Regions from separate parts of the Mus musculus genome. Here all the other regions are linked to region 2. Evidence: chromatin contacts called from public Hi-C and HiChIP or PLAC-seq data. All regions are on one chromosome and are shown on one strand. The core of a region is the stretch at or near the end of the contact, and the rest is flanking DNA. Distances in the headings are between cores, read along the strand shown. Region 1 overlaps Rftn1 (raftlin lipid raft linker 1). Region 2 overlaps Rftn1 (raftlin lipid raft linker 1). Region 3 holds the start of Rftn1 (raftlin lipid raft linker 1). Region 4 holds the start of AY702103 (cDNA sequence AY702103).

Region 1 (3,112 bases), core at 144-2,643, 150 kb before region 2:
TTGTTGACACAGATCTGGAGAGGATTCCCTAGATCCCAAGACAGTATCCACACAACCTTCCCACAGACTACCATTTGCCATGCCCCCAAACTATCTCACTAGCAGAATAAGCAGGAGAATTCCATTTGCTTTGGGTTGTACTGTTTTATTCATTTTTTTTCTTTTTCATTTTGAAGATGTAAAAGCACTCACTGGTGACATGGTTTGGCAGCATTTATTACTATAAGAGATATTTACTAGGAATATTTTATGCAAAATCTTGCTGTTCTCTATTATAAAACAGACAGCTAAAGAATGAAATGGAGCCTGGAGAGATGGCTCAGCACTGAAGAGCACTTGCTGCTCTTGCAGAGGACCCAGGTTGGTTTGGGTCTCAGCATGCACGTGGCAACTTACAACTGCTTGTAATCCTGTTTTCAGAGAGTCTCACCCCCTCTCTGGCCTCCATGGGCTCCAGCCATGCACACAGTGCACAGACATACATGTAAGCAAATACACACACACACACACACACACACACACACAATTTAAAGTAAGTAAATACTTAAAGAAAACAGAAGAGTTACATCCAATCTTGAACAGCTCTGTATGCTCACCAGCACTTGGCACCGACTCAGAATCCCTTATTCTTGGAGATCTAATCAGTTCAGATTTCAGAATCTTGAATTGGGGGAATCTTAACATAGACTTTCCCAGCTGAGTTCCTCTTGTGAAATTCCAAACTCCTAAATGCTCTGAGACCCACCATTTCCCCACATCATCTCTCAAAAGGTTTCAGGCTTTGAATATTCCAAGTAGGGTGCCTGACCCATACAAAGGGCTGTTCTGTCTTTCTCCCTGCGACCCTTCTGCCATTTGCCTGGCGAGCAATACACTAGATGACGTCCTTGGTCATCTGTGTGTGTCCACACTGTACCATGCTTGCTGGGGCTGTCTCAAGAAGGCTGCTGGGTAGTTTCTCTTTTCCTGGCTGATCTGGGGGACGGGGAGGGGATAAGGTCTGCAGAGCACAGTGGTGTGAGAAATGAGTCCTGTTAGCTGGAGAGAGAGCGAGAGAGAGAGAGCGAGAGCGAGAGAGAGAGAGAGAGAGAGAGAGAGAGAGAGAGTGAGAGCAGCATTTCCTCCCAGCTCTGCTTTGGTAAGCGTTAGCTCTGTTCAGTGAGAGTTGGAGCTGGCTGGCCAGCACACTGTACAAGCATTCCACAGGTAGCTCACCCAGCCTCAGGATCTCTTCATCCACAGACAGGTTTCGTGGTCATCTCTGCTTCTCAGGGCCCTGGCTGTCTTTACATCTTTTTCTCCTGCTTGGGAAACCTCCTCTCCACACTTCTCTGCCTGTGCCTCTAGGGCAGTCATGACCAGTTGGAATCTCACCCTCTTGGTTTCTTTTCCCCTACTGATGCAGCAGTGTGACCCTCAGTTGTGAAGGTGACTCACAGCGGTTAAGTAGGGGCTTAGGTCCAGCCTCTCCTTTCCTCCCTTCCCCTTCCCCTCTTCTCTCCTTTCCTCCCCTCCCCTTCCCCTCTCCTCCCCTCCCCTTTCCCTCCCCTTCCCCTCTCCTCCCCTCCCCTTCCCCTCTCCTCTCCTCTCCTCCCCTCCCCCCTCCTCTCCTCACCACAGCTAGCATAGGACTTCATTCCTCAGAGGACAGGGCACCCTCTTTACAGCTCATAAAGGCATTCTGGGCGAGTGGTGGCTTTGGCTTCTGACCTATGAGGCCAAGGATGACAGATGTCACAGCCTGCCCTTCCTTTTCTCCCTCATCCTTTACTCTTGCAGGGTCCCCAACATCTCCACATGCCCAAATCTGTATAGCAGAGCTCACCTCGGCTCCTCCAAGCTCCTGCCAGCCTTGTGCTGTGCTCACAGACTCCTTCCTTTCCCTCCGGGCTCAACTCTTAGAAACTGTCAGGAATGAAGGACATTTCTGGACTCTTTGCACCAAGAGCCTCAGGTCCATTGCTTTCTGCTCCCCACTTACACACGGCAGCAGCTTGCTTTGCATGGCTCCTTCAGTAGCCGATGCACACATCAGCTGTTGTGTCTGAAGAATGACCCAGTAGTTTTCAAGTTATCAGTTCACACAGACTGCACATACATCATATGTGCTCCAGCTCTTGGACACTAATGTCCCCTTATTAAGGCATAAGTCAGGCTTCCGGTTGCTATCCATTCTCTCTGCCTTTTTTAATTACTGCAAAGCAGAGGCAGGTCGTGGTTGTGCCTACCTCACCCCTTCCTGCTCCCTCCCATGCCGTTACTAGCTTTTTTTTGAAGTTCAGTTTGTTTTTCTGAAACTTGCCAAATGGCTTTAGGAAGCTGGGAACCCTATGAATGGATCAGCGGAGGAAATCCTTGTCTTTAGAGGAAGCAGTCCCTGCACTTTTGTGTGTGCGCATGTGTGTGTGTGTGTGTGTGTGTGTGTGGTGTGTTGTATTTTAGAGAAGCATTTCCATGGCAGGGCAGTGTGCCAGAGAGGAGGAACACTTCATGCCCAGGGTGCAAAGGGGATCCCCCCCTCCCATAGTAAGACACGTTGTGAATTACACGTCATTCTATGCAAATACATGGGAAACCTTCACTGGTGTCAATCAAAGACTGAGAGAATCTTGCTCTCCGTTTATTGTTTTCCCATTTCTCTGTCTCCTTGGCAAGCTGAGGCCACTGATCTTCCAACACGGGTAGGTACGGCTTGAGGTCTCTCTGGCCCTGTTAGGCTCCGTCGATTTCATTTTAGCTGGAAAAGACTTGAAGTGTGTGTGCACACGTGTGTGTGTGTGTGTGTGTGTGTGTGTGTGTGTGTGTGTGTAGTTATTTCCTGCCATTTGGCCTGAATAAAAAGGAAGACGAGAAGGGGGCATCTACTTTTGAGATGTTTGAATATCAATTCCTGTCTAAATAATTATTGTTGAGGGAGAAAGGATGCCAGAGTTTAGAGACTATAACAACAACTTATTATTCTCCCTTAGCAACCATGTGGAAGGTGACATGTGTCTTGTATTTCTGCAGATGGGCTGACAGCATAATGCACAGTATTGCTTTTTAGGCCCTATTTTTTTTAAATCACGTATACAGATGATAGTGCAGGAAGCTACTCAGAGGTATTATTTTC
Region 2 (3,015 bases), core at 445-2,944:
GCACCCGTGTCAGGCAGTTTATGACTGCCTGTAACAGCTGCACCAGGGCATCCCACATTCTCTGGCCTTCACCAGGATTTGCACACACCCCTACCACACATATACAGACACACACATTTAAAAATAAAATCTTTAAATAGAACCATTATGTACGCCCTGAATGGCAGGAAGGTGAGTATCAGTTTCTCAGGAGGAAACAGAGCAAGCAGTGGATGTTGTGAGCACCCACACCCACCGTGAGATTCATTGTAAGGCCTTGGCTTTAGCTAACATCCATTTAAATCCTTGAATATGGAGACTCAGCCAGAGGTGCAGTTCAAAGCCCAAGAATAATGGGTGGTCCAGGCCCCAGGCTCTGAGAACCAGCAGCTATAGCTGCAGCGGTTGGGTGGGCAGGTGGAAGGGTTCCGTCTTCACCACAAATCAGACACACAAAGTGAACTCTCAAGACAGCGTGTGTTAGGGTGGCCTCGCTCTCCAGCTGCCCTCGTGTGTTTGAGATTAAAAAGGTAGGAAATGATTCTGTAAGACCTTGAATTTACTTTTTAACACCTGACTTTATGTGTCCATTTATTTTATGCTCCATGTGTATGTGTGGGTGTGTACATACTGTGGCACACCTGTGGAAGTCAGAGGACATCTGGAAGGAGTCTGTCCTCTCCTTTCATTATGTATGCTCCAGGGAACAAACTCAGGTTGCCCTGCTTAGCAGCAAGCACATTTTACCCACTAAGCCATCATACCAACCTTCTATAAACAGACAGGCAGGTAGACAGGCAGGCAGACAGACAGGCAGACAGGCAGGCACACGTGTATACACACACACACACACACACACACACACACACACACACACACCTAAGCTGAGTTCTCTAACTAGGGCCTCGCAAGGTTCTACCAGGACCCTGTGCCTTCCTAGAGGCCTTGGTTAAAGAGTACATTCATAAACTCACTCTGAGTTTGACCAATCCCTTATGCTATAGGACTGACTGCATTCCTTACTAGCAGTCAGCTTGAGTATAGCCATATTGCAGTATTGGATATTGCTAGTCACATGGCCATAGTGTGGTTTGGCTGCAGCTTGTCCTCCTGAGGGCTTTGCACTGCCAGCTTGGTCCCCAGTGTGACAATGTGGAAAGATGACTCCACAGTTAAGAAGTGGGCCTATGGCTAGGTAGTCAGTCATATGTGTCATTGAGAGTCCCCTCTGTACCCTCAGTTCCCTGGTTCTTTTGATCTGCAGTGGAAGAATTCAGATAAGCCGTTGGGCTTATTATAGGTGATAGGTTCTGTGGCATGGTAAAGCAAGGCACTCTCAAAGCTTGGGACTGAACAGTGGCCAGAGGGACTATTGCACTGTGTACTCTATGTAAATTTTATACTTCTAGCTTCTACAACAGGCTGCTTTTCCTGGAAGCCTTGCTTCTTCCTTTCTCTCTCTCTCTCTCTCTCTCTCTCTCTCTCTCTCTCTCTCTCTCTTTCTTTCTTTTTTGTCTAGGTGATTGACAGACCCATTTGGATTCTGTTATGGGTGGGGCACAATGTTTTTGTTCTTTACCAGAAAGCTTCCTCCTGCCAGATAATCATCTTATGACCTTCTGGCAAATTCAGAATGCCACGTCTCCACCCAGGGCTGGAGATCACATTCTTGAGAGCAGCCTTCCGTCTAGAAGTTTCGGTTCCTGCTTCTACAAACTGCTGATGATGACAGAGGGTCCGCCCTCCCATCCCCCAGGCCTGGTGATATCTGATCAGCTCCTTAACAATGGAGACCACACTCTTGATTCTTAGAAGGTGTTACTGGGGAAGCTGTCTAGGCTCTCCCACAATAGTATGTTGAGGTTGTGTCTTGGGAAAAGAATTGAAGAAGATTTAGAGGAGGGCTTAAAGTATACATTTATTTAAATGGAGAGTAAGACCGTTCAGTGCACCGTCAGACTGGGAGTGAGCTCCAGCAAGCCTGTGGCTTAAGAGATCCTGAAGGGCCGGGCGTGGTGGCACACACCTTTAATCCCAGCACTCAGAAGGCAGAGGCAGGCGGATTTCTGAGTTCAAGGCCAGCCTGGTCTACAGAGTGAGTTCCAGGACAGCCAGAGCTATACAGAGAAACCCTGTCTCAGAGAGAGAGAGAGAGAGAGAGAGAGAGAGAGAGAGAGAGAGAGATCCTGAGGGTTCTTAGGGAGTTTCCAGAGGATTTTTACTGTTGTGGGGAGGGGTAATCCCTGAATGGGGTGGGCCTTTCTTTATCTGTCGGAGGGAAGTTGCATGATCAGGGGCAGTTCAGAGGAATGACTTGGTTTCTGGGTCCCTGAGTTGCTCTCCTTATGACTTATACTCATGTCTGTCTGTCCCTATCCTTTCTGACTGAAAGAGACTAATGGTGTCTCCCCGAGGGCGGGCGTTCATTCTTGGTGAGAAGAGGTTGTTATTCACTGAATTGAATCCACATCCGTAGGCTGCCTGCATGGGACAGGTTCCCTTTCTGTCTCTCAGCCATATTGTGATGCAGGCTGAGTGGCCCTTACTAGAGGCTTAAACAAAGCTGTCAGATCTTGGATTATCAGGATCCAAAAGTATGAGCTAAAAATCACCTTTAGGGATAGAGTGACAGTGGTTAAGAGCACCGGCTGCTCTTCCAGAGGACCCAGGTTCAATTCCCAGCACCCATATGGTAGTTCACAACCATCTGTAATTCTAGTTCCAAGGGATCTGATGAACTTGCTGGCTTCTTTGGCTTCGGACATACATGTGGTACACAGACATACATACAGGCAAAACAGCATGCATATAAAATTAAATAAGATTTAAAATTTTAAATGCATACTTTCATAAATTGTTAGAAACAAAGAATAATCTTTGTGTTGTACAAAGGAACACATGGACAGTGCAGAAATCAACTCAGCAAGGCGATGGGTCTTTCCTGCAGAATGCGTGCATTGGAACCCAGGTCAGGCTGGCAAGCACACTGGGGCCAGAGTAGCTCTGTCTTTTATCCCTGATGTAGGTGGTGACTCT
Region 3 (3,008 bases), core at 384-2,883, 170 kb before region 2:
ACAGTAGTGAGGGACAGAAGATGGAAAATGTCAGCATAAGGTTCCCTCGAGGAACTGGTGTTTACAAAACAAACAAAAAAAAAACCCAACCCCCCCAACGCACCCTAAAATAAAACTACAAACACAAAATTCATAAGTGGAAAGAACTTGCTTAAAAATAATCTGTCTCCTCTCTGTGTCTCTCCATGTTTGTCTCTCTCCCTCTGCCTCTGCCTCTCCCTGTCCTCCTCCTTGTCCCTCTCTTCTTTGATGCCCTGCGATTTCTTGTTGACCACTGGCTGGCACTGTTAGGTTCTGTTAGGTGCTGTTTTCTCTCTGTAGTGACCATCAACGGTCCTGAACACTGGTGTAAGAGTCCTGATTTCCAGGTCTCAGCAGGATCTTTAGCGGAAAGGCACCCTCCCTCCCTTTGACTTCATAAATAAATGTTCAACACTGGGGTGCCCTGGACCCCTGTCCTGGCTTATTATTTCCAGACATGAACTAGGGATAGGGAAATGTGGAGAAAAGTGGGCGGAATGCCGGGATGGGGTGGGTAAATAGGCAGAGGAGTAAAAAGACAATTCAGGGGCAGAGTGATGGGGGGAGTAGGAGAGGGCCACAGGGAAGAAAATCCCTGAGTAGCTCTCACAAGAGGAGTTCCTGTAAACAGGCAGTGCTGCCTCCCCCCTCGCGCATGTTTCTAGTACCAGAAGGACCTCATTAAAACACAGGGTCTAGATCAGCCAGCCCTCTGCCGCGTGTAGCTCCAATGCCTAAGGACCCTTCTTTGCCCAACCAGAACAGGGTAATCAATTAAATCTCAGCCCCTTATGGTAATGATGATAATAACGATAATCGCAGAATTATAGAACGCTTCCAAGCATTTTCCATTTAATAAGACACAAGGAAGTGCTGGTTGGCCGATGAACAGGCCCAAAGTCACCCCCAGTCACTGGGAAGTAAGGACAGAAGGCAGCAATCCATCCTGACCATTTGTCTCTAGGGTTCCTGCTCTCAAGCCCTGCACGGTAATTCTGTTTTGTTTTACTGGCCTCAAGGAGACAGGATTTCACACTTTCACTATGGTAAAGCAGCCCTGTTTTAGGGAACAGCCTTATGGATTCTCATTGGGGAATCCATTTTGCTAGGCTAAGATGACCCAATTGCATCAGGATCTCAAACCTTTGGATACCTGGATAAAGTCGGGAAAGAGGCTGAGGCCAGTGGTACTATTTCTCTTCCCAAGCACTACTTTCGGAGAGATAAACCTGGGAGCAGAAGCTGCCTGGGGACGTTCCCACCTGTGGAATGGGTCCAGAATGGATCTCTTTCTAGCTCTCCTCCCCGCCCTAGCCATCAATCAGCACGTTGATGGCCGTCGCCTTCCCAGTATTTTGGCTGCCACCTTGGTGCTCTCCTAAGCAGGTCCCAAAACCCAAGCCTGGGAAAGAGAGGTGGGGTTAGGGGGAGGGGGAGGGAGAGCCCGGTTGCGCGGCGCTGGCGACGCACGGGGCGGACGGGTCTCTCGTGCGGGGCTGCCAGGGGCCGCTCGGCTTCCCCCAAGAAGATGCAGCACAGCATATTTTGCACATGAGTTCAGAGGAAGAGGAAGTGTAGCGGGCGGACGCGCGGCGGAGGCGGCGGCGGCGGCGCGGGGTGGAGTGGGGGCGGCGGGGCTGGAATCAGAGCGCGCAGGGCGCAGAGCGCAGCGAGCGGGAGCGCGGCGGCCACTGGCTCTGGAGAGGTACCTGTGCGGCCAGCGCCGGAGGGACAGACGACAAGCGAGCGGCCGCGCCCCGCGCTCTGCCCCCACCCCCGGGGTCGCGTCGTCCGCGCGCCGCCCTGCTCTGCATGGCACAAACTTTCATCCCGGGACACAGCACGCTGTCTCCGCCCGCGCCACGGTCACCGCTGCTGGTCCCCTAAGGTAGGTGGGCGTGCGGCGGGCCGGCGAGGTGGCGCGCAGAGGCCTGGGTCGCTGGCTCTGCTGGCCCGGGATCCGGGTGAGCAGGCGACAGCTCCTCGTGGCACCTCGGGGGCTCCGGAGCTGTTAGGCGAGCCCCCTGGTGCAGGTCGCGTGGGGATGGGGACAGATCGATGGGACGCCAGATTCTGGGCCAACTTTTTTTCCCCCGATGAAGAGGGGGAAAAAAAGCAAAACAAACAAGCGAGAGAGCGTTGGGGTGAGAGGTCGCCTGCTGGGGGTCCTGGGCTTCGCAGGCGGAGGTCTGCTAGAAGGACGCGGAGGGGAGCTTGGAGGCTACAGGTGGGTCAGGACCCGGGGCCTTAGTGGGTACTGGGCCCGGAGCAGATGGGAGTTGCCACCGCCCACGTGCACCCGGAGACCTGGGCTCGACCCAGGGAAGAGGTGTGCGACTCTTGAGAGCAGGCAGGAGGGTACTCGGTGGAAATACTGAGAGCTAAATCCCAGGCACCAGAAATGGGGCTTTTCTCCTCTGAAAAGGGGATTTTTTTTCTTGCCTTGTTGTAACACACTTTTCTAGGCATGGGGCACACCAGGATGGGCATGGGGTCTGGGCGAGGAGGAGGGAGTGTGTATTTAAAGAAGCCTGACTGTCAGGCGAGTGCGCCAGGTCTACTGGCATCACTGTCTTTGGAGGCCAGAATCGCGCAGAGGGCAGGGTTAGCCCCGCGCGTGCTCCCTGATGCCTGTTGGCTGCTGGCTCTCAGCTGCCCCCTGTGGGCGGTGGGTGGTGTGAGTGAGTTTGTTTAGGGGCTTACAAACAAAAACTATTTTTTAAAAAGAATCTGGCACAGATCTTTGTATATGAGTGGCTGCCTAACTGCCCAGCAACAGACCCTCTGTTCATACAGCTGTTTTCAGAAGGGGCGCAGGGAGGTGGGGTGGGAGTGGGTGGTGGTGTTAAGGTCAGAACAGGTGTCTCCCAACGGCTACTATGGAGTGTCATCTCAGGATAAGCCTTTTCCAGGAAGGAAGCCCAGGGTGTAATGTGAGTGGCCTACAAACCCATGGGTAGGGCCATTGAACCCAGCATACCCGTGGC
Region 4 (2,788 bases), core at 111-2,610, 210 kb before region 2:
GGAGTCAGAGGCTGTGGGAAATGGCAAAGCTACAGACCTGTTTGTGTTGGAAAGATGTAGGATTTTGAGGTCTCTGAGAAGCAAGCTCCATCTTTTTGCCTCACCCAAAAGGCATCTTCTTGTAGGAATGAAGGCCCATTGGGAAATATTCTTGCAGGTGGCCCCATCATTCAAGGATCACTGCTTCTGAGCTTCCATATTTGTCTCTGGGTTTTCAGAACTTGTCTCTGAGTTTTCAGGCAGGACCACTGTGTGGTCCACAGCAATTCCTTGACAAGTGCCCACAGGCACCTTAATGGCATTGTAATGGCTCCACTTGCTGCTTGAGTGGTTTTCAGTATACCCTCTAGCTGCTGTTTTCCTGGGGAGACTAGCTGGGGACTTGGTGAGTCACTTCTTGGCTGTCTGACATAGCAACTGTCCACCCGTGTCTCGGAGACAGCCTCTAGATCTTTGCCCAGGGAACCCTCTGGGATCCTGTACAGATCTCTCAGAGATCTTCCTGCAATGTTTGTCAGATCCTTGCAAAGGTCCTTCCAAATCTGGAATATGGCTGGACCCATTGATGAGACAGGCGCTCCTGTGGAGGCTCCTGGGTGGCTTTTATCTGCCAGTGTTGAGGAAGATGGAGCTTCAGGATTAACTTCTGCATGACCCATCTCTGGGAGTTGGTTCTCAGACTTTACCAGATGATATCTGGATCTTGTAGGGCCAGTGGCCCTGGTTGTTGGCCTTTGTGCTTGGATGAGAAGGTGTTCAGGGCCTTGGAACTCAGGAACCATCCAGCTCTGAGGTGTGACAGTGTCCCAAGGGAAGGGTTTCTGGAGACACGGGGGCCCAGGAACCACACATCTTTGAGAGGAAGTCTCCTTCCTCATTGGAGGCTTCCCAGCTCCAGGGAAGGATGTCCCCAGCTGAGCTCAGGAGCCTCAAGCCTACTCCTTCTCTTCCTTTCTTGTCTTCATTGCTTCTTGTCTTCTTCCAATGAGAGAAGAACATGACAGCAGAGCTCATGAAAGGCATTCATTGGTGTGTCCACAGTATGGAAGAATGCATCCTGGAATATTAGTGCCTATGGTTTCAGGAGAGTGCAGAGAGCACTTGCTAATTGGACAAAGTCCAGTGCTTGTATAGGTGTTCTTAGGGCATGGACCTTTCTAGAGTAAGATTTCCAGAGTGAGGATGGCTGGCATCTCAATTTCTGAGCCTGAGGGAGCTCAGGGATTGGTGAGTTTACCTGTTCAGGGATTGGTGGGTTTTGATGTCCAGGGATAGGTGAGTTTCTGTGGGAAGTTCAGGGTTTGGTGGATTTTCCTATTCAGGAATTGGTGGCTTTTATTCAGGCTTTTCACCTAGAATTAGCATAACGTGGGTGGGGCCTGTTGACATGCTGGAGATGACCCTTCTGACAGTTATGACAGTTAGTGGGGTTCTGGGGGAGGGGCCTGGCTGCTGGAGAGCCTCAGTCTCAGCCAGGACCATTTTCTGAGTTGAGGTTTACAAACTTTATAAAGTGTACAGAGTTTACAAAATATATAGAGTTTGCAAAGGGAGTCCAGGGCAGGAAAGCCATTCCTGGCACTTGAGTGGCCTGCATATCTAACCCAGGTGTTGTCATGAACCCCTTTTTAAAGTGTTGTTCCAGCTGCTCTCAGAGCTCTGGGTAATCTTGACAACATTCCCTTCTCTTGACAAGAAAGAACACCTGTCCTGGAAAGATGATTTGCTGGTAGAGGACACAGTCTTGAAGCTAGATTCTGAGGACCTGGAGGCAGGGATATCTGCAGCCAGCAGGACCTTGGAGGCACCGTCTTGAACAAACACACTAGTGGTACAGTCCTACCACTGACATTGGTAGCTGAGTCACAGTGAGCTGTGCACAGACCTACATCTTCTAGATCCTGGAGAATCGTTCTAGAATTGGACTACCCTTTGCAGGAAGTCTAAATCTCTCAGATGTCCCTTGCTAATTTGAGAGCTTGCCATCTCCCTGGCTTCCATGTTGAGTGCCCAGTCACAGGGCTCCTGCTGCTTTGCTTCCTCCAGTCCCCAGTACCTCTACTACTTGGTGACTGGGATACCATGCTGCTCTCCCAAACTGACAGCCCACGGCAGAGATCTCCAAAGGCCACACCCTCTCGCTCCTGGGTCTTATACACACCCTTGGCTTTGGCAAACAGGACGATGAGACCACATTTGCTGGCAATTGGCAGCTGAAGGACGACACCCTGAAAGAAGATGTGTTGTCTGTTCCACCACGGTCCCCACAGTTCCACATCATCTCTCCAGCTTTAAGGAGACCCCACCTTCCCTGCTGTGGCTTTCCAAAGCATCCAGAAGCACGCTTGCCGGCCCAGGAGTGTCCCAAATGGTGGGATAAAGTAGAGGAAGCATTTTAGCGCTTCTTACTGCTACATCAGTAATTCTTGACACCCAACCCCCTTTCAGATTCTCTCTTCCTCCTCCCTCTCAGCAACACACAAGGAAGGCGTGTGTCTCAGCTGGCAGGCTGCTTGCACAATACACACCGGAAGCTCTGGGTTCCACCCCAGCACCTTGTACAGAAGAGTGTGGTGGAGCACACCTATGTGGTCCCAGTCCTGGAGGCAGAAGGGTCAGAAGTTCAAGGTCAGTTTCAGCTATACAAGGATTTCAAAGTCAGCCTGGGTTACTAAGATCCTACCTTTAAAAAAAAATCAAATAAAAAAATACATGACAGTCACGATGGTTCACAGGGTGACCATGCTTGCCTCAAGTCAAGTGACCTGATCTCTGGGACCCAAGTGGG

What was found. Hi-C and Micro-C count contacts between places; a contact is called where the count stands out from the background. HiChIP or PLAC-seq counts read pairs in DNA pulled down with a chosen protein or histone mark.
Region 1: a contact with region 2 is called in a Hi-C map of bone marrow-derived macrophages, with 36 read pairs. The contact joins two enhancer-like sites. A contact is called at or near these places in 4 of 484 Hi-C or Micro-C datasets (Th1 cells, bone marrow-derived macrophages, cerebral cortex and 1 more), 12 of 115 datasets of contacts at active chromatin or transcription factors (bone marrow-derived dendritic cells, bone marrow-derived macrophages, cardiomyocytes and 9 more) and 3 of 9 other capture datasets (adipose tissue, liver and pancreatic islet).
Region 3: an H3K27ac HiChIP or PLAC-seq map of bone marrow-derived dendritic cells shows a contact between it and region 2, with 5 times the contacts expected there. The contact joins the promoter of Rftn1 here to the enhancer-like site in region 2. A contact is called at or near these places in 2 of 39 promoter capture datasets (hippocampal neurons and pre-B cells), 10 of 484 Hi-C or Micro-C datasets (B cells, Th1 cells, bone marrow-derived dendritic cells and 7 more), 19 of 115 datasets of contacts at active chromatin or transcription factors (bone marrow-derived dendritic cells, bone marrow-derived macrophages, cardiomyocytes and 14 more) and 3 of 9 other capture datasets (adipose tissue, liver and pancreatic islet).
Region 4: an H3K27ac HiChIP or PLAC-seq map of bone marrow-derived dendritic cells shows a contact between it and region 2, with 11 times the contacts expected there. The contact joins the promoter of AY702103 here to the enhancer-like site in region 2. A contact is called at or near these places in 4 of 39 promoter capture datasets (the C10 cell line, hippocampal neurons, liver and 1 more), 3 of 484 Hi-C or Micro-C datasets (the 63-12 cell line, bone marrow-derived macrophages and nephron progenitors), 4 of 115 datasets of contacts at active chromatin or transcription factors (bone marrow-derived dendritic cells, cardiomyocytes, embryonic basal ganglia and 1 more) and 1 of 9 other capture datasets (embryonic stem cells).

Annotation. Positions count from the first base shown.
Region 1 is chr17:50,169,427-50,172,538 of GRCm38.p6, reverse strand. All of the region lies in intron 1 of Rftn1 (raftlin lipid raft linker 1), which reads left to right. Among named protein-coding and RNA genes, the nearest start is that of Rftn1, 20 kb to the left of the region's middle. Within about 2 kb of position 1,393, at least 53 of the 459 cell types and tissues checked have an H3K27ac peak or open chromatin away from gene starts, as enhancers often do. A contact at or near this core is called in Th1 cells, adipose tissue, bone marrow-derived dendritic cells and 2 more, where this site is marked.
Region 2 is chr17:50,023,945-50,026,959 of GRCm38.p6, reverse strand. The region is part of intron 7 of Rftn1 (raftlin lipid raft linker 1); the gene reads left to right. Among named protein-coding and RNA genes, the nearest start is that of Gm52302, 9.0 kb to the left of the region's middle. Within about 2 kb of position 1,694, at least 98 of the 459 cell types and tissues checked have an H3K27ac peak or open chromatin away from gene starts, as enhancers often do. A contact at or near this core is called in the 63-12 cell line, B cells, Th1 cells and 7 more, where this site is marked.
Region 3 is chr17:50,189,122-50,192,129 of GRCm38.p6, reverse strand. It overlaps Rftn1 (raftlin lipid raft linker 1), which reads left to right and starts at 1,633. Exons shown (of 10, transcript NM_181397.2): 1 at 1,633-1,909.
Region 4 is chr17:50,237,780-50,240,567 of GRCm38.p6, reverse strand. AY702103 (cDNA sequence AY702103) reads right to left here and starts at 1,360. Exons shown (of 2, transcript NR_131975.1): 1 at 1-1,360.